Linked DNA regions of Mus musculus: region 2 is linked to region 1. Evidence: chromatin contacts called from public Micro-C data. All regions are on one chromosome and are shown on one strand. Each heading gives the region's core, a stretch centred on a gene start, on an enhancer-like site or on the middle of the called end of the contact. The rest is flanking DNA. Distances are from core to core; before and after follow the strand shown.

What was found. A called contact is a pair of places that touch in the nucleus more often than the background predicts.
Region 2: a contact with region 1 is called in a Micro-C map of the G1E-ER4 cell line, with 5 times the contacts expected there. The contact joins the promoter of Gpd1l here to the promoter of Crtap in region 1. A contact is called at or near these places in 1 of 484 Hi-C or Micro-C datasets (the G1E-ER4 cell line), 2 of 115 datasets of contacts at active chromatin or transcription factors (memory CD8 T cells and pancreatic cancer cells) and 1 of 9 other capture datasets (adipose tissue).

The regions. Positions count from the first base shown.
Region 1 is chr9:114,389,034-114,392,946 of GRCm38.p6, forward strand. Crtap (cartilage associated protein) reads right to left here and starts at 1,679. Exons shown (of 7, transcript NM_019922.2): 1 at 1,099-1,679. The coding sequence starts at 1,566.
Region 2 is chr9:114,931,797-114,935,709 of GRCm38.p6, forward strand. Gpd1l (glycerol-3-phosphate dehydrogenase 1-like) reads right to left here and starts at 2,191. Exons shown (of 8, transcript NM_175380.5): 1 at 1,875-2,191. The coding sequence starts at 1,921.

The DNA.
Region 1 (3,913 bases), core at 429-2,928:
CAGAGACAGAGAGAGGGAGCAGAGATGAACCTGGGATCTGCACACACTTCCCTGAGCAGAGGAGTTTGCCCCTCAAAGAGCAGGCCGCATTTACAAAGCCCTCCTTCCAGTTCCAAGTACTCTGCTGGGGCCCTGTGGCATATTTGCTACCTCAGCACAGGCTGCAAACAATTTTCACAGGAGCTGGGAGGGGTGGAGCATGCAGGAGGTATGCAGGCAGGAGGATAAAGAATTCACCATCAGCCTCCACTATATAGCAGTTCTGAAGCCAGCCCAGGTTACATGAGGAAAAAAAGAGAGAGTGAGAGAAAATAATTTTTATGCTCAAGATGAAGGAGGAAGGGCGGGATTTGGAGAGCTTTAGCAGAGCTCTGTGGCAGAACCTGGGTGAAGGGGACTGGAGCCATAGCTCAGTGGATAAGGGCACGTCCTGCCCTTGCAGAGGACCCAAAGTTCTCTCTGTTCCCTGTACTCAGGTTACACTGGGTGGCTCACAATCACCTCTAATTTCAGCTCCAAGGGATCTGCTGCCCTCTTCTGGCCTCCATAGGCATCCACACACGTATGACATGGTATACACACAGACACAGGCACACAGATTTCACACAGCACGCACGCACATAAAAATATAAATGAGAAAAAAAAAATCAAAGGATAAAGGAATGATGCTCGAGGTTGAGTGGCAGGGCTGAGCCTTGGGCTTGGTGGGGCTAGACCTAGAGAAGTGGCCCAAGGGAGGCCCAATATGGGATGCTGCTGGTGAGCGCTCACAAGGGAGGGTGGGGCAAGATTGGACCCTGTTCGGTAGGACAAATTTTGAGGGAGGGTGATTGTGCAGAGGGGGATGGTCCTGGACACAGGACAGGAGATGTGATTGGCGGGGCCTGGGTGGGCGAGGCTCAACTGGACTGCAGGCTTGCTGGGGGGATTGGGATAGGGCAGAAGTGGTTTGGGAGCTGGGGTCGGCTAGACCGGATCAGCCGGAAGGGGTTCTGTGGGCGGGGCTCGGGGGCGGCGACCTGGGCTCGACAGAGAGCGGCTCGGTAGAGTGGGCGGGGTTTGGCAGGGCGGGGTTCGGGGTGGGGCGAGTGCCCTTACCTTGAAGTAGGCGAACTGCAGAAACTTGTAGGGCTCGCGCTGCTGAAAGTCCGCCAGCACTGAGCGGCTGGGCTGCGACTGGCGGAAGGCGGGCAGGCCCTGCTTGCAGCGCTTGAGGCACTGCGCGCGGCGCAGCACGCTGCCGAAGAGGCGTAGTTCGGCGTGGCTGGCCGGGCCGGCGGGCGCGGGTGCTGGCGTGGCCGCGCTGCAGTTGCGGTGGCAGAAGGCCTCGCTGTCGCGCAGCAGACGGTGCAGCCGCAGGCTCACCTCCAGGTAGCCCACGCTCTCGGCCCAGTGCTCGCCGCTGTACTGGTCGAGCGCGTGGCGGTAGGCCGACTCGAGCGGCATCAGCTCGTCCCGCGGGAAGCTGCGGAAGCTGTAGCGCTCGTACTGCCCGCGCCCGGGGGTCGGCGCGCACCCGACACACAGCAGCACCAGCAACGCGGCCGTAGGGCTGCGGGGCCCCATCGCGCGTGGCCCACGAACCAGAGCCCCGAGCTGAGGACGCGCGACGCGGCAGGCCTAGGAAGGGAGGCGGGGAAGCGGGCCGTGGCCCGCCCCGTCCGGCAGACCTCCTCGCCGGGGGACCGAGATGGGCGTGCCTGGAGGAGGTGCTCAGCCTTTGCCTCTGAAAGGTGGAGGGGTAGGACCCAAGTGAATTCCAGGCCAGCCTGCGGTGCGTGGAACTCCCATCTTTGACAGGAAAGAAAGTTTATAATCACTTTAAGAATGTATGGGCCGCGCACGCCTAATTTCTGGTTCACCACATCCTGGTTGGGGTGCGTTTTAGTTTTCGACTCGGTCTCCTAGCTGTAGCCCAGATTAGCCTTAAACTCCCACTATAGTTCAAATTTATTTCAAATTTACATCGCTAAGCCTGCCATAAATAATAGGCTGCGGGTTTACAGGCTTCACACTTTGAATAGCAATGCTATTGACCTAAGGTTTTAGAGGATGTTGCATGGATAAAATTAGTAAGAATACCGGTGGCTCCTTGAATATCGTGTGACTTGTCTAGTTGAGGATATATTACGTCTTAGGATGCTGGAGGAATTTACCTGAGCTATATGATGAAGACAGCATTAAGAAAAAAATTCTGAGCTGGGCGTGGTGGCGCACGCCTTTAATCCCAGCACTCGGGAGGCAGAGGCAGGCGGATCTCTGAGTTCGAGGCCAGCCTGGTCTACAGAGTGAGTTCCAGGACAGCCAAGGCTACACAGAGAAACCCTGTCTTGAAAAAAAAAATTCTGTACACTTTGAAATAGTTTACAGCAAAGGTATAGGGATAGAATTCAAAACTATATATATATACATACATACATATACACATACCCTTTTGTAAAATATGTATGTATGTATGTATGTATATATATATATATATATATATATATATATATATATATATATATATACACACACATACATATACACATACCCTTTTGTAAAACTTAGAAGCTGACTGGCTCACCTTTGATCCCAGCACTTTTAGAAGGCAGAAGCAGTGAGTCTCTGAGTTCCGGAGCAGCCTAGGCTACACAATGAGACCTTGTCTAAAACAAACAAACAAAAACAGAAGGTATTTAGAACTTCCGAGATTAGCTGCTAAAGGCACTTGGTACCAAGCCTGATGACCTGAGTTCAATCTCAGGACACTTTGGGAAAACAGAATCGGCTCCTCCACGTCAATGTTTGACCTCCACACCCGTGCTGTGGTACCTGGGTGCGGTTCCCGGTCAGGAGGCCAGGAAAACCAGGTTCTTGGGGAGGTTCCTGTAAAGGATTTATTACAACAAGAATTCCTCATTCCTTTTCAATACTGTATTTACTGTGCTATTCAATAAATGGATGGGCGTTGGGATTAATATTAGATCATATGACTGTAAGATTAGAATTGGAGATATCAGAAATCTGAATAAGGGCTGGAGAGATGGCTCAGTGGTTAAGAGCACTGACTGCTCCTCCAGAGATCCTGAGTTCAATTCCCAGCAACCACATGGTGGCTCACAAACCATCCGTAACGAAATCTGATGCGCTCTTCTGGAGTATCTGAGGACAGCTACAGTGTACTTACATATAATAAATAAATCTTTTTTTAAAAAATCTGAATAAATCAAGCACCTTCTCTGTAAATGAGAGCAACCAGTAGTTGGTCTTCTTGTATTTGTTATGGCCATACCTTATCTCAAATACTAATTAACAGCCGGGCTAGGTGGCGTACGCCTTTAATCCCAGCACTCTGGAGGCAGAGGCAGGCAGATTTCTGAGTTCGAGGCCAGCCTGGTCTACAGAGTGAGTTCCAGGACAGCCAGGGCTACACAGAGAAACCTTGTCTCAAAAAAACAAAAACAAAAACAAAAAACAAAGCTGCAGAGATGGCTCAGTGGTTAAGAACAGTCTTCCCTCCCAGAGATCTTGGGTTCGATTCTCAGCATGCACATGGTGCCTCACCACCTCATGTGACTCTATTTCCGGGCATTCGATTCCCTCTTCTGGCCTCTGTAACCACCAGGCCCATGTGTGGTACACCAGGCAAGCAAAATACCTCTGGACGCAAGCTTTTAAAAAATTAAAATTGTAAAAAATGGCTGAGTACTTACCTAATATGTGCGAGGTCCTGGGTTTGGTTCTCAGAACTAGGGAGGGTGGGTATTTGTCTGACCTACATTATGTAGCTGCGTTAAAACATCATGGCCAAAGGCAACTTGTACATAAAATAGTTTATTTGGCTTGCAGGTCACAGTCCAGCAGCAGCAGCCAAGGCAGGAATCTGGAGGCAGGCACTGACGCAGAGCCATAGATGAATTCTCCTACTGCC
Region 2 (3,913 bases), core at 941-3,440, 540 kb after region 1:
TATACACAGGCAAAAACTCATATCCATACAAATAAAAATTAAACAAACTGGGGCTGGAGAGAGGGCTCAGCCGGTAAGAGCACTGACTGCTCTTCCAGAGGTGCTGAGTTCAATTCCCAGCAACCACATGGTGGCTCACAACCATCTGTAATGGGAACTGATGCCCTCTTCTGGTGTGTCCGAAGACAGCTACAGTGTACTCATATATATAAAAGAACATTTAAAAAAAATCTTTAAAAAAAATAAACTGTAATAAAAATAAAAAGCATGACTTTAAATTTCTGATTCCTCTGTCTGCCCCGTCAAGGACTGGAATTCCAGGCAGGTGTTACTACAACTCTTGGCTTTTAAAACACATGGCAGAGCCAGGCACTGGTGGTACACGCCTTTAATCCCAGCACTTGGGAGGCAGAGGCAGGCAGATTTCTGAGTTCGAGGCCAGCCTGGTCTACAAAGTGAGTTCCAGGACAGCCAAGGCTAAGAGAAACCCTGCCTCAAAAAACCAAAACACATGGCAGTCTGGCTGGGAGTGGAGTTGCTTCCTAGAAGCAAGGCCCCAGGGTCTGATCTACAACAGCACCAGAGTATTAACTTAGCAACAGAGTAGTTTTACGTAATTTGAGTGTGGGTGATGTAAGGAGTCTCCTCCACGACAGAGCATTCATTATTACTCAAGAGGTTCGATCTCCATAACCAAAGGGGGGGGGGGGGAGTGGGCTGGGCAATGTGGCCCTTGCATCGTCTTTAATAGCAGCAATCAAATCTGAGAGTAGATCGCTTGGTCTACCCAGCAACTATCAGGCCAGAGCTAAAGTAAAACCTGCCTCAAAGAAAAAAAATTTTTTTATTTAGTATATGCCAGGCACCAGGTAAAGGACTGAGGCCAACGCAAGGGTAGAGGCCAGCAATAGGAGGCCGGGGAGAGGCCACCGGTCCAGCCAGCTAAGGTTTCCTCCAAAAGTCCTTTCAGAGCCAAGTTTTCAAAGACCAGTCAGGTGGCTCCGACGACTCCAGAACAGTACCGCTTCTAGCAGCCTGAACTGTGGTGTGCGTCAGACCACAGGAAAACAGAAGGGGACAGAAGCCACGAGAATGGCCTTCAACTGTTCCACCCCTGGGCCGCGGGAAAAGTCTGGAACGCACCATACTCTGCCTCCTTCTCACGGAGACCCCCAACTTCTCCTGCGTTAAGGGCCACCAAGGTATGCAAACTACTGGAGGAGCTTCAAAGCCCTCTAAGCACCAAGCACTTTACAAGTTAAGTCAGAAAATACAGCCCAGTGGTGACGCGAAGCTCTGCAAACACCTTTCCCTGGGACCCTCACGTCCCGGTTGGGGGCTTGTTTTCTCTTCTCGGATACCACGTTAACATGATTGGGAACCACTCGCCAGAGGAAATGAGAACTGTCTCTTGAAGCCAGCACTGTCCCAGGTAGCAAGGACCCTTCTCACGCTCTGTGCCTCCGTTTCCCCAATCCCAAAACTGCAGTAAGGACAACTGAGCCTCTGCAAATTCCTCCACGGGGGTGATCGGCAGGGGAGAATAGAGAACGCCCTTGGGTTGTTTTGCCAAGTACCCGGGCGTGGCGAGCAGGTGGCCCTAACCGCAGGGTTACCAGTGCGCAAACAGGTGCCCGCGGGCGCGGTGCGCGCTACCACCCGGGCCACCTTGGCCCCGCACCTCGCGCTCTGGTTCCTCGGCGTGGCCTCTGTCCGTGCAGTGTCCAACCGGGACAGGCGGTCGCAGGCCCGCCTCTCTGCCTACCCGCGATGCCCTGGTGTCCACGCTGAAGCAGCGGGAGAGCAACCCTGGCCGGCCCGGAACCGGGGCTTCCTGGAGGCGGAGACCGCGCCGCCCACCCGCCTCTGCTCACCAGTTCCCCGAGCCCACGATGCACACTTTCAGAGGCGCCGCTGCCATGGCCAAGCCGGATCGCTGCTGCACAGCCTTCCTCTCAGGGCCAAGCCGGATCGCTGCTGCAAGTCGGATCGCTGCTGCAAGTCGGATCGCTGCAACACACACTGTGCCTCCCAGGCCGGCTGCTCACCTCCACAGGAACGGCCTAGTATAGGCGCTCCGGGCGACCCCGCCCCGCCCTCCTGTCCGCCAATGGCCACCGCCACCCTGCCTAGGCGCCTAGGGCCACAGCTGACAGCCCGGAGGACCCGCCCCACCACTCCCAGGAACCACTGCGCACGCCTGGTCCGGGTGGGTGGCCGGGTCAGCCTCCGGTGTCGCCCCACCCCTGCCCTAGGAATGTTGGGATGTGTAGTCCACCTCCCTGCGGGCTCCCTTTCAGTTCCAGGCGGGCCACGTGCAGGCCAATGTTATTGCGCAGACTGGAGCTCTGAGCTCCTGCTGCTGAGTGTCACTATCCTGGACAGAGCAAGCCCGACCCAACTTATACAAGTGTCACCTAATCGCAATTTGCGCAGGGACAACTATCACTTAAGGGTGGAGCCTAGACAGCCTAAGTAGTTGACTATGAATTCACCCAGATTTGGAGCCTGCGCCTGCTTTAACAACGGCTGTCAAATTCGTATAAACGGGACAAGTCCAGGCACCCCTGAATTTCCTAGCGAGCCTGGAGCTTTAAGTCTTCTGCCATTGATCTGGGAGTATCTACTCTACAAGGGTGGCGTCGTAGTTCAGTTGGTAGAGAACTAGATTGAACACAGGAAGTTCAAACACTAGCGCCTGGTGGCTCTGGCCTGTAATCACAGCACGTGGGAGACGGAGGGAGAATCTGGAGTCCCAGGTTATCCTTGGCCAAATAAAAATGGGAGGCCACCTTGTCGCAAACAAGTACCCTTGCATTTCAGGATGGAAAACTTGTCTACACAGGATCAAAGCAGAAACTTGAACTGTCCCCCTCATACGGTTACCCAAAGGGCATGCCCCTTTTCTCTCCCTGCCAGAGCTTCACAAAAAAGCCATCCAAACTGCTGTACTGCAATTGGGCACGCCGCGGCCGCGAAAAACAGAGATGGTGGAATGTGTTGTAATCTCAGCTTCAGGGAGGTAGAGACAGGACGATCGGCAGTTCAATGTCATCCTTAACTAGACAGTGAGTTTGAGGCTAACCTGGGTCACGTGAGCCCCTATCACAAAGCAAAAGCAAGAATGGAGAGTGCTAGCTCACTTAGCAAGGAAAGGTGTAACCCTAATGGAAGTCAGATCTCCAGGGCCCACGGAGGAAGGAGAGAATCGCACAGCCTCACAATAGTAAACAAACTTATTTTAATTAATTCATTTGTTGAGACAGAGTCTCACAGTGTAGCCCTGGATGGTCTAAAACATGCTAAAGACCAGGGTGGCCTCAAACTCACAAGAGGTCTGTCTGCCTCTCCCTCCCAAATGCTGGGATTAAAGGCAACTATCTGGATTAAATTAAATTCATTAAATTAATGTCTGGTTTAAAATAAATTTAATTTAAAAATAGAATAGGTTTATTTCTTGCACTCTAGAGGCAGAGGCAAATTAGTCTCTTTGAGTCAAGGCCAGCCTGGTCTACATAGCAAGTTCCAGGTCAGCCAAGGCCAAACAGTGGGATCATTTTAAAACACCAAGTCAAACTGTGTGTGGTGATAAATGCCTTTAATACCCAAATGGGCAGGTCTGTATGAATTGGAGGCCATCCTGATCTGTATAGTCTGGTTACACAGCGAGGCTCTGCTGCATAATGAGTTCCAGGCCTGCCTGGGGCGGGGGAGGGGAGCACAGGAGACCCCATCCCCCAGCTCCAGTGGTTGAGAAAGGAGCCCTTGGCAAGGTGGCCCTGCCTTGAGAAGGGAAGCTTTCTGGGGAGCCAGAGAGTGGACCCACAAATAACTGAAATAGAAAATTGGGCACAGAGGAGGGCTCTCCATTGGGTTCGGGGAGCCTCCTGAAAAACAGTGGAGGCCAGCACCA